2 separate regions of the Danio rerio genome follow, and region 1 is linked to region 2. Evidence: chromatin contacts called from public HiCAR-type data. All regions are on one chromosome and are shown on one strand. Each heading gives the region's core, a stretch centred on a gene start, on an enhancer-like site or on the middle of the called end of the contact. The rest is flanking DNA. Distances are from core to core; before and after follow the strand shown. Region 1 overlaps LOC137488668 (a long non-coding RNA gene). Region 2 overlaps ddx1 (DEAD (Asp-Glu-Ala-Asp) box helicase 1).

Region 1 (4,836 bases), core at 514-3,013, 230 kb before region 2:
AATTATCATTCATGCTTTAAATTCTACAAGCTTTTTTTTTTTTTTACAGTAAAGACATTTTCCTTTGGGTGAGAAAAATCGTTATAAGGTTAACATTTAGTTAACTTGATCATTGGAATTTTAGCATTATAGAAATTACCTAGCTCCTATGTCCATCTTTTGATCAAACACCTCAGAGAATTGTCTTATGATTTAGCTTTGCTGTACTGTACTGCATCATATATTGTAATCATATGCCTCCAGACTGTACATTACAAATGCACAGTCTAGTAATGTTGTTGAAGGACAGTAACAGTTGCACAGTGTGATGATAAGGAGTAAAATACTGTCACAGAAAAAGAGGGAGGAGCTCAGTTGTAGAGGAATGATGATCATCTGAGATGAGAGAGAGAGAGGTGTGGTCAAGTGACCTGCATTGTTACAAGCAGAATAAATCAGTCTGTTCAGTGTCTGCAGGGCTTCAGCGGTCTGGGATCTGGAGGGTGAATCTGTGCACAGACATATGTGTGTGTGTCTGCATGCTTTGTTTCAAGGTCACACTGCTCCCCCAGCTTGAAGGTTGAATTATGTAACCCAGATATTAATGCCTTCAGTGTATCTCTATTCTCTTTTCTGCATACTGGGAGACTGGCTGAAAATCAGCTGTATTCTTAAAGTAAAACTAATATTGTAGTAAATAAAATAAATATGTATCAATTTTTGTTCTAAGATTCTAAAAAAAATGATGAAACTAAAACTGAAAAAATATACTATTATTAAGAATTAGAATAATAACTATAGATATTAATGTTTAAAATACCTATAGTTAACCTACAATTGAAAATATAAAAAATAAAAGCTAATTAATTTTAAAAAGTTAAATAAATGATCAAAACTTGGCGTAAAATTCATAAAATTAATGTACAACAAAAAGAGAGGATTAAATAATTAAAAATGTCCAATAAAGGCTGTTAAAAATTACAAAAGTTACAATAAAAAAGCACCAAAAATAATAACTTTAATGAAAGATATTGTATAAACTGGGGCTGCACAATATATCGTTTCAGCATCGATATCGCAGTGTGTGCACTCGCAATAGTTCACATCATGAGTATCCACAATGTTGAGTTGGGAATTATAGTTGATCAACAATGAAGACTGCAGTGTTATTTAACATTTTACATCACATTTGATTATTCAATTACTGTACCAGAACTTCTTTCACCTTTAGTGGATGACTCTATTGTCCATCATTGAATCGGTTCTCTGCACTTCAATAACTGCTACCAAATCTGACCTCTGAAGACTACGTCGAATAGTTTGGGCTGCTGAGCAAATAACTAGTACAACCCTAATCATTTATTTTATATAGCACCTTTAAAACTTACTTTTCAAAGCTCTTTACACAAGATACGAGATACAAGAATAACAGAAACACAGTTGTCCAGAGGTTATACAAAATTATAGAAAAAATAAAACATGTCAGAAACATTATAAATATAAGAAAACAGATCACAAATACACATAAACCTTTACATGCATTTGAAAAAAACATTGCTTTGAAAAACCATGACATATATGTTTTATTAAAATCGATGTCATCAATAACAGAAGTTTTAATGTCATTCATTAGTTCAACTATTCTGTAATGAGGGAGTCAGTCACTACTGAACCTTTATATTCTTTAAAACACGTGTTATTCACTCACAGTTCTGAGGCCTGTTCTCCTCTTGACCCTGGTGTGCAACATTTTGACCTGTCAAAGTGTCTGGCAGGGGTGGCCCATAAACCAGCAGGGTGTCCAAAAAAACCCTTCACGTCTCCGCACACTTCAGCCCTTTATTAGAGGAACAGGAAAGAAACCAGGGATCAAGAGAGGAAAAGGTTGAACCTTCACTCTTTAGGAGGCCGCAGATCCATTTTCAAGAATGACCGTCACACGCCTCCAAAAACTAGTAAAGCAATCACACACACAAAAAAGCTCTTGGTCGAGGCCCGAAAAAACACCTGGTTCAGTGAATCCAAAACCTGGTTAATCTGTCTGCCAAAAACCTCCCCCTTCCCTTCCTCTACACCCAGCAAACATCTCAGCGTCTCGACTGGAGTGTCATTGTGAACTCCCTCAAGTCATTAACAAATAATTAATTAGCAGCCCCCTGAGGGAATGGATTAAGACCTCTGCAATGATGTTTTGTTGCACTCTTGGGAAGAGGAAAGGGGGAAGTGGAGGAAGCGCTTTACAATTGCGCTTCATGATTCAAGTCGTCACCTCACACGTGAAGCCTGATTTGGGCTTTAATCTCATGCACTGAAATGGTATCGGTATTACTTTATTTTTTTTCTGAGCGATTTTCTAAAATAGATGTTTTATGATGTAAATTAATGTAAAAAGAAGATGTAAGTTACAAATTTATGTTATACTTTTTAGTGCGGAAATCTTATTGATGACAATATTAAGTAATTTCACACAAGTTAAATAATTAGTAAATAACTTTTTTTTTTGTAATAAAATTTCAAAATTTATGAGTAGAATTAAATAAGTAATACATATATAAAACAATTCTAAAATGAAACATCATGCTTATCCTGACATATGCTTATCATAGTGTAAAATAAATATAAAACAATATATTTTGTACATAATTTAAAAAGATCTGGCTTAAAATGGCTGAAAACCAGTGTTTTTTAATTTTTTCTGTATTTTATATTTTATTTAATTTTTTATTTTATATTTTACTTTATTTGTTGTTTGATATTATATTACATTTGATATTTTATTTTATATTGTTATTTTATTTTTTATTTTATATTTCATATTTAATATTTTTATTTTATATTTTGTGATATTTTGGTTTATTTTATTTTTTATTTTATATTTATTATATATATATATATATATATATATATATATATATATATATATATATATATATATATATATATATATATATATATATATTTTTATACTTTCTATTTTATTTTATTTCATTAGCCCTTTCATGCTATATATTTTTTTGATAGTCTACAGAACAAATCATCATTATACAATAACTTGCTTAATTACCCCAACCTGCCTAGTTAACCTAATTAACCTAGTTAAGCCTTTAAATGTCACTTTAAGCTTTATAGAAGTGTCATAATAAATATTTAGTAAAATATTATTTGCTGTCATTGTGGCAAAGATAAAAAAAATAATTTATTCGAAATGAGTTATTAAAACTGTTATGTTTAGAAATGTGCTGAAAAAACGAAATTGGGGAAAAAATAAACAGAAGGGCCGATAATTTAGGGTGGTTTAATAATTCTGATTTCAACTGTAGCTAAACTTCATCTGCAGTCTCTGGACAGGAGAATGCAAATCACATCCCAAAAACATCAACACAATATCCCAATAAGATAAACAATATCAACAAATAGAACTATAAACCCCCGCTCAATGGTCAGAGCTTGAAGCTATATTACACTTTAATCGATTTCATGCTTGAAAACCTCCTTTTATCTTTGACCTAGTATGTATACATTTATTACATATTCCATAAAAGCATATATCACCTCCTGCAATATCATTGCTTGGCTCTTTGAAGGCTAAAGGACATAAATGTGTCAGTTGAGAAAGATCTGCGAGTTAATATTTAAACAAATCCCTAATTAGACACATTATTGCAATGAGGCAGAACAGCAGCAGTAAAGGATCATTAAAGTTTACAAGTGAACTTTTAAAGCGAAACGTCGTAAACGCACAGACACACCAACAGACTGGGCTTCAGGGTCGGCAGCTTCACCCTTGACCTTAAGAAAACTCCCATATGTTGATGAAACCATTTGTTTCATAAAATCTCTCTCTCTCTCTCTCTCTCTCTCTCTCTCAGCATCCCTCTTTTCCTCAGACAGACAGACAGACAGACAGACAGACAGACAGCTGAAGAAACGTCCCGTCTCGAACCTGTGACCTCGGCCTGCTTGACCTTGACTCGTCCCGCCAGTGTGAGTGACATCATCTCATGGCTGGATTACAAAGTTTCAGCAGCTGTCGCCCTTAAATCCTTTTAACCTCCTGTCATCTCTCTCTTCCTCCTTTCTTTCTTCTTAAGATTTTTATGTCACATAGTTCTATATGACATATAACCATAGCTACATTCATATGTTTACACTTTATACATTAAGCATGTTCATGTCCTACTAAAATAGGATTATTTCACATGTCTTAATTCGATTTAAGAGAGTTACCAGGACGGTGATTTTTATGTGGCTTTTGCAGCGTTTTTGCTCTTTTTTTTTTTTTTGGATTTTTGATAGCACTGGTTGGGATTAATGAATGACAGTTTTTCGAATTCACCTATAGATCCGTTTCTTGTTCAGATGAGTTTAAAATAAGGCTGTGCAGTATTGAAGAAAAATGAATTGTGCGATAGCATGGTATTAGGAAATAATGTGATCTCATACTGATTCATATTGGGTGACACGGTGGCTCAGTGGTTAGCACTGTTGCCTCACAGCAAGATGGTCGCTGGTTCAAGTCCCAGCTGGGTCAATTGGCATTTCTGTGTGGAGTTTGCATGTTTTCCTTATGTTTGCATGTTTGCATATTGTTTGCTATGGAAGGCAAAAACTTTGAAGCTCAATATCTTAAAGTCATTCATAATGCAGATAGAACCTTATAATTCCACAATGACGATTTGTATTAAATTACTAATATATCGTGAACCGTTGTGATATTTACATTGCTGTATGCACATTTGCAATATTTTTCAGAATTTTGATATATTGTCCTACTATAGCTTTAACACATACTTGAACACACATACACTGTAAAAAATAATCTGTAAAATGTATGGTAAATAAGCGGCAGCTTTAATA
Region 2 (5,162 bases), core at 1,310-3,809:
TTGCCTCAGGAGAGATGTTTTCTCACACAGCTCTTACTTTGTTCTCCATTACACTAACCATCTTAAACCCCACGTTTCTATTAATGCACCAATGTAACTCTTTAATTCTTCTCACCCATCAAGCATGATTCAAATAAAAGTTTCCCGCATGGGAAGCAGGCACACTAATTAGTATGGAACAGATTGCAGCCTCTTAAGTAAATAATGTGGTTTATGAGACCAAAAGAGAAAGGTGTACCTGCACTAGCTAGTCTCCATTACACTAGTCCAGGTCACAGCCCCAATGTCACACACTGGTTCTAATTCCCCAATTCTAAGTAGGAATTGAACTGTCTTTTTCAGAAGACAGCAGCCTCTAGCACCAGTCTAACATTAGAGTGCAACTTGAGGACAAGGGAATGGGTTTTACCCAAACTTTTCTGTTCTCCGCTACACCAGTTTCCCTAAAATTCACTCCCATCTGGGGCACTGCAACAACGTTACCCTTTGGTTCAACCTCCAATTTTTTAAATTGGAATCTAACTGGCATTTTTGACATGGGAGGTAGATGATCTAATGAGAATGCATAAGACCGTAGCCTCATGTGTCAGCCACTAGTACCACTTGAGGCCTCGGGAGAGATGTTTTCTCACACAGCGCTTACTTTGTTCTCCATTACACTAACCATCTTAAACATCACGTTTTTTATTATTGTACCAATGTAACCCTTTAATTTGCCCTCGGTCTTTCTGCAAATCAAAAGGTGATCGAGCTTTCTGTGTTGCAGCCCCAAGACTATGGAACAGTCTCCCATTGAACATCAGGATTTCTCCATCCTTGGATACTTTTAAATCTAACTTGAAGACATATTTTTACCCCCTTGCCTTTGAGTGACTCATACATGTAATTTTTATACTGTATTTTAGTATTACATATATACATATATTTCCTTTTCTTAAATTTTTATACAAGTTTTATTTTTTTATATTCTTAAATAATTCATCTCATTGTAAAGCACTTTGGATCAACTGCGATTGTATAAAATTGTGCTCTATAAATAAAGATTGCCTTGCCTTGCCTAATTCTACTCGCATGGGAAGCAGGCACACTAACAAGAATGCATTGCAGCCTCCCAAGTAACTAATGTGATTCTTGAGACCTAAAGAGTAAGGTTTATCTACACAGGTCTCCATTACACTAGTCCAGGTCACAGCACCAATGTCACCCACTGGTTCTAATCCCCTCATTCTTAGTGGGAACTGAACTGGCTTTTCCAGAAGACAGCATCCTCTAGCAGCAGTTACTGGTGTGGGCAAAAGTATCTAGATGCAGACTTGGATTTGCAAGCTAAAAATGCTTATATTAGAGATGTCAGACAGAATGCACTAGGGTAGGGTTAGGGGTACAAATTAAAAACCATTGCATGCAGCTCACCTTGTAACTGCACCAAGGCAGAAACACAAACTAGGACAAAATTTAAAATGCACTGCATGATTACAACATTTTTTTTTTGCCTTCCATTGACCTCTTGTTCTAAATATTTTTCCTATAAATTTTTTTTTTTGCTAAATCTACCTAACTACCTGTGGTGTAACTGTCTTAAGCATAGTTTCGTTACAACTCTTATAAATTAAAAAGAAAATCATAAATTACCTATGATTGGGTAGGACTTACGTGGCAGGTAGGTTGGTTTAAGGGTGTGGGGAGCTGCGGCAACTGGACATGCAGACATCAAGGATAATTTTTGTGACAATGTACTACAATAGTTACTGTTTTTTAATTACAGCAAAGGGAAGGTTTACAGTTGTGAATACATTAATAAAAGACAACAAGTTGGACATGCCAAGCACAAAACTTTAAATAAATCAATCAAAATCCCCAGGAAATTTATTTAAAGCTTCAGTCCCACTCATTTGGAGCTGACCTGCCTATTTAAAGCTGGCTTTACTTTCGCTTATACTGAACCCACCTACAAGATCAGTCGTTATTGCACCTCTTAAGGCCTGGAAAGTTTTTACTGACTGGTCTCCATCACACTCACAGTCATGTTTGGGTCACGGCACCAATGTAATCTGTTTGTATATTGCTAGCATTTCTGGTATGGGAGGTGGACAGTGCTGGGCACACTCAGTCATTAATGGACACTTAATTGAGTCCATTGAGTTTCTACAAAGCTCTAGCTTAATATTAAATCATAATATGTCAATTTAAAGTGCATAAATGACTTCAGTAGATACTTGCACAAACCCTATATACTGAAGAAAGTAAGAAGCAAGGATCCCATGTGGAGCCATTTTAGTCTTCTGTGGGCCTCTGGTTACAATATTACACTATCTAATCTTTGTTCTTTCCACCTTTTTACCATTTATGTAAAGAAAATGGCCTTCATACGTGGGAAAACGCGATATTATCTGTCTGAAGAGTCATTAGTCTGTCGAGTAGCATGTTGAACGGGTTAAGTGTGAGACTGCAGGGTTTAGGAAATGAGTAAAAGGCAGACAAACGTATGTAGTGTCACTGGTTCACCACTGGAAATAAGACGCACGCTCTGGCAGCTGGAAACCATTTGCTCCCTAAGATGCTTAGGAGTGGAAACACACACACACGCACACACGTAGACACACATACACACAGCTACTGTAGTTACATAACATAAAAGAGAGGTGAAGAGCAGACAGAAGCGCTATATATAACTTTTGAAAAGATCATTTGTTACTTAAAGTTGGCGACTTGGCGTTGAAAGTTTTCTAAACAGAAACTTGATCAGTTTTGCATTTGCAGGCTCCACGATGTTGCATGGATCCATAAGTAACTATTATATAATCAAATTTTAGGTAGGAATGTAAGTTGAGGTGTGTGTGGTCTTGTGTGGATTAGTTTAAAATGCAGGGCTGTTTACGAGCACTGCTGTTAGTTTGGGTATAATTACAGAGAGACGTCCTTCTGTGTGTGTGTGTGTGTGTGATTTGAGTCCAAACTGCAGTCTGTAATAACACATGCGTGCCGGGTTACTGCGAGTACAGTGATGCCATTTTGTATTATTAATGGCATTTAACTTCATTGCCTCCTTTTGGTCTTCGTTCTAGTAAAAATAAAAGTGCAGTGCTCATGACATGAACCGTACAGCAGACGCCTCGGGGGTACAAAGAACGAGTGTCTCCTTATTAAGACAATAATGACACCTAGTGTCGGTCTGAGGAACTGCATAGAAGTAAAGCATTTGACAGGATAGTTGCACAAAAGCCAGTATAATATACAGCATTGATAAATTATTTACCTCTGATCCTTCATTATGAATTCAAAATGTACATACATTTGTCAAGAAGAAAATTAATAATTATAACAAGTTGAATTTTAGGGAATTATATTTACCTTTATTTAATTTAAAATCTCAGAATTTCCGAAAAGCAGGCCAAATTTATAAATCCTACATGTGCGTTTCTAATAAAACAACATAATGTGAATATTTCTCTCAAAAATTGTAAAGAAATATAATTAAAAAAATAAATAAATAAACTCAATTTCAGAGAGTGGTGGTTGATCCATAGGCCCACAAGTGTAAGATATGAAAAAAAAAGAAATCTAGCTAAATATATTTTATTTAAATATTTAACTAATATAACTTCATAGTTAATAAACAAGGATATGTTTCCCCACCTAATGGTACTCCATACATACCTAGGCTCAAAAATGACCCAAACACACCATGTTTGGTTTCAAATTATTATATTTCTTTTAAAAAACATAGTAAAAAAACTTTACAAATTAAAATTTGGAGCATCATGTACATTGTTCCCTTTGCAGTTGAGAGAAATTTAAATATACTTCCAGATCAAAATTAATCTGAATGCATTTTGAGTGTTAAAATGATGCGTCAGATAATTTATTTTTTATAATTCTTTTCCTTCCTAAATAAAAATACACAAAATGAAACCAGATCAACTTCAGATTGTCTATGTTTCTTCATTAAAGACAAGAGGCAGTCAATTTAATTGTCACTTTCTAAAGCTGAAGAATCACCTAAGTTGTTTCGGCTATTAAGAAGATGTCAAACAATAACTGAAGAAAACAGAAGCGTATGCTGTTTAAATTTATTTGACCACTTGCATGACCAGAACACAAATGCTTTGGAGAAAACATAACAAAACACTGCCAATAAGTGCACAAGCAATTCATTTGTTATCAAACCACATGAACCAAAAAAAAAAAAAAAAAAAAAGAAAATTAATTACATTTACTATGTAAGCCATTGGCAAGTTCTAGACATCTAGTGTCTTCAATTGCAGTTGCTTTAGCATGACATGTGCAATTGCTGTTTTAGAAGGCTTTAAAGAGCTGGTTGGGTAGATAACCCAGATGAAGGAAGGAAGTTTGAGCCTCTCTCTCCAGGTTGGCCAGTTCCTGTACGGTCGGGGCCAAAATATCCACATGGCCCTTGTAAAGACCACCTGGTGTATGTGTATGAGAAACAGAGTTGAGTGACAGACATTAAGAAACTGCCCTATAAACAAGGACATCAGAAAGAAACTCACCTCCTGTGGCCCTGCGCTGGCCGTACGTCACTTTACCATCAAATTCATCCACAGGTACTTTAATGTCAGGTTCACACTGAGTAATAGTGCATTTCAGATGCTCCTCGATATCTGACAACAACTACAAATTGGGAAAAAAATCCTAAGTATAAAAAGTTCATTTGTTTGTGCGATCTTAGGCATGCTTACAATTCTCACCTCTTTTTCATTGTACCAAATAGTGCAGCCTCCATTCTCTTTGAGTCTGGTGTTATAGCAGCCTTTTCCTCTGCTGGCACAAACATGGTACCACACCTGTGTACATAAACACATGCACAAATGACATTTCTATACCACTAGAGCTGTAGAAAAAAATCGTTTAAGAAATCAATTCTCTCTTCTCACTATTCTCTTATAAATAGATTGTAAGCTTAGTTTTAAACAGCAGATGGTGCGTATTGGATGCTCTGCTTGCTTCCAATTCCTTAAAAACACCACTTGAACCTTAAATAATTTATAAAATACATCCAAGCGGTTGTTAACAGATTATTACATGACTGTTTGAAATACTTGATTCTGATTGGTCAGTCATGACATTCTTGGATAACAACTGTTCAAACTAGTAACACAGGCAGGGTACTGGGTACTTCGAATCCTTTTGACTGTTGGTGA

The links. HiCAR-type assays count read pairs that join an accessible place to other places.
Region 1: a contact with region 2 is called in a HiCAR-type map of caudal fin, with 11 times the contacts expected there. The contact joins two enhancer-like sites. A contact is called at or near these places in 4 of 18 Hi-C or Micro-C datasets (caudal fin, embryo, hematopoietic stem cells and 1 more) and 1 of 4 datasets of contacts at active chromatin or transcription factors (caudal fin).

Annotation. Positions count from the first base shown.
Region 1 is chr20:36,285,433-36,290,268 of GRCz12tu, reverse strand. It overlaps LOC137488668 (a long non-coding RNA gene), which reads left to right. Exons shown (of 3, transcript XR_012395903.1): 2 at 3,849-3,963. Among named protein-coding and RNA genes, the nearest start is that of smek1, 67 kb to the left of the region's middle. Within about 2 kb of position 1,763, at least 7 of the 62 cell types and tissues checked have an H3K27ac peak or open chromatin away from gene starts, as enhancers often do.
Region 2 is chr20:36,054,773-36,059,934 of GRCz12tu, reverse strand. It overlaps ddx1 (DEAD (Asp-Glu-Ala-Asp) box helicase 1), which reads right to left. Exons shown (of 26, transcript NM_001197324.1): 24 at 4,710-4,805; 25 at 4,512-4,632; 26 at 4,271-4,427. The coding sequence ends at 4,297. Among named protein-coding and RNA genes, the nearest start is that of ddx1, 16 kb to the right of the region's middle. Within about 2 kb of position 2,559, at least 26 of the 62 cell types and tissues checked have an H3K27ac peak or open chromatin away from gene starts, as enhancers often do.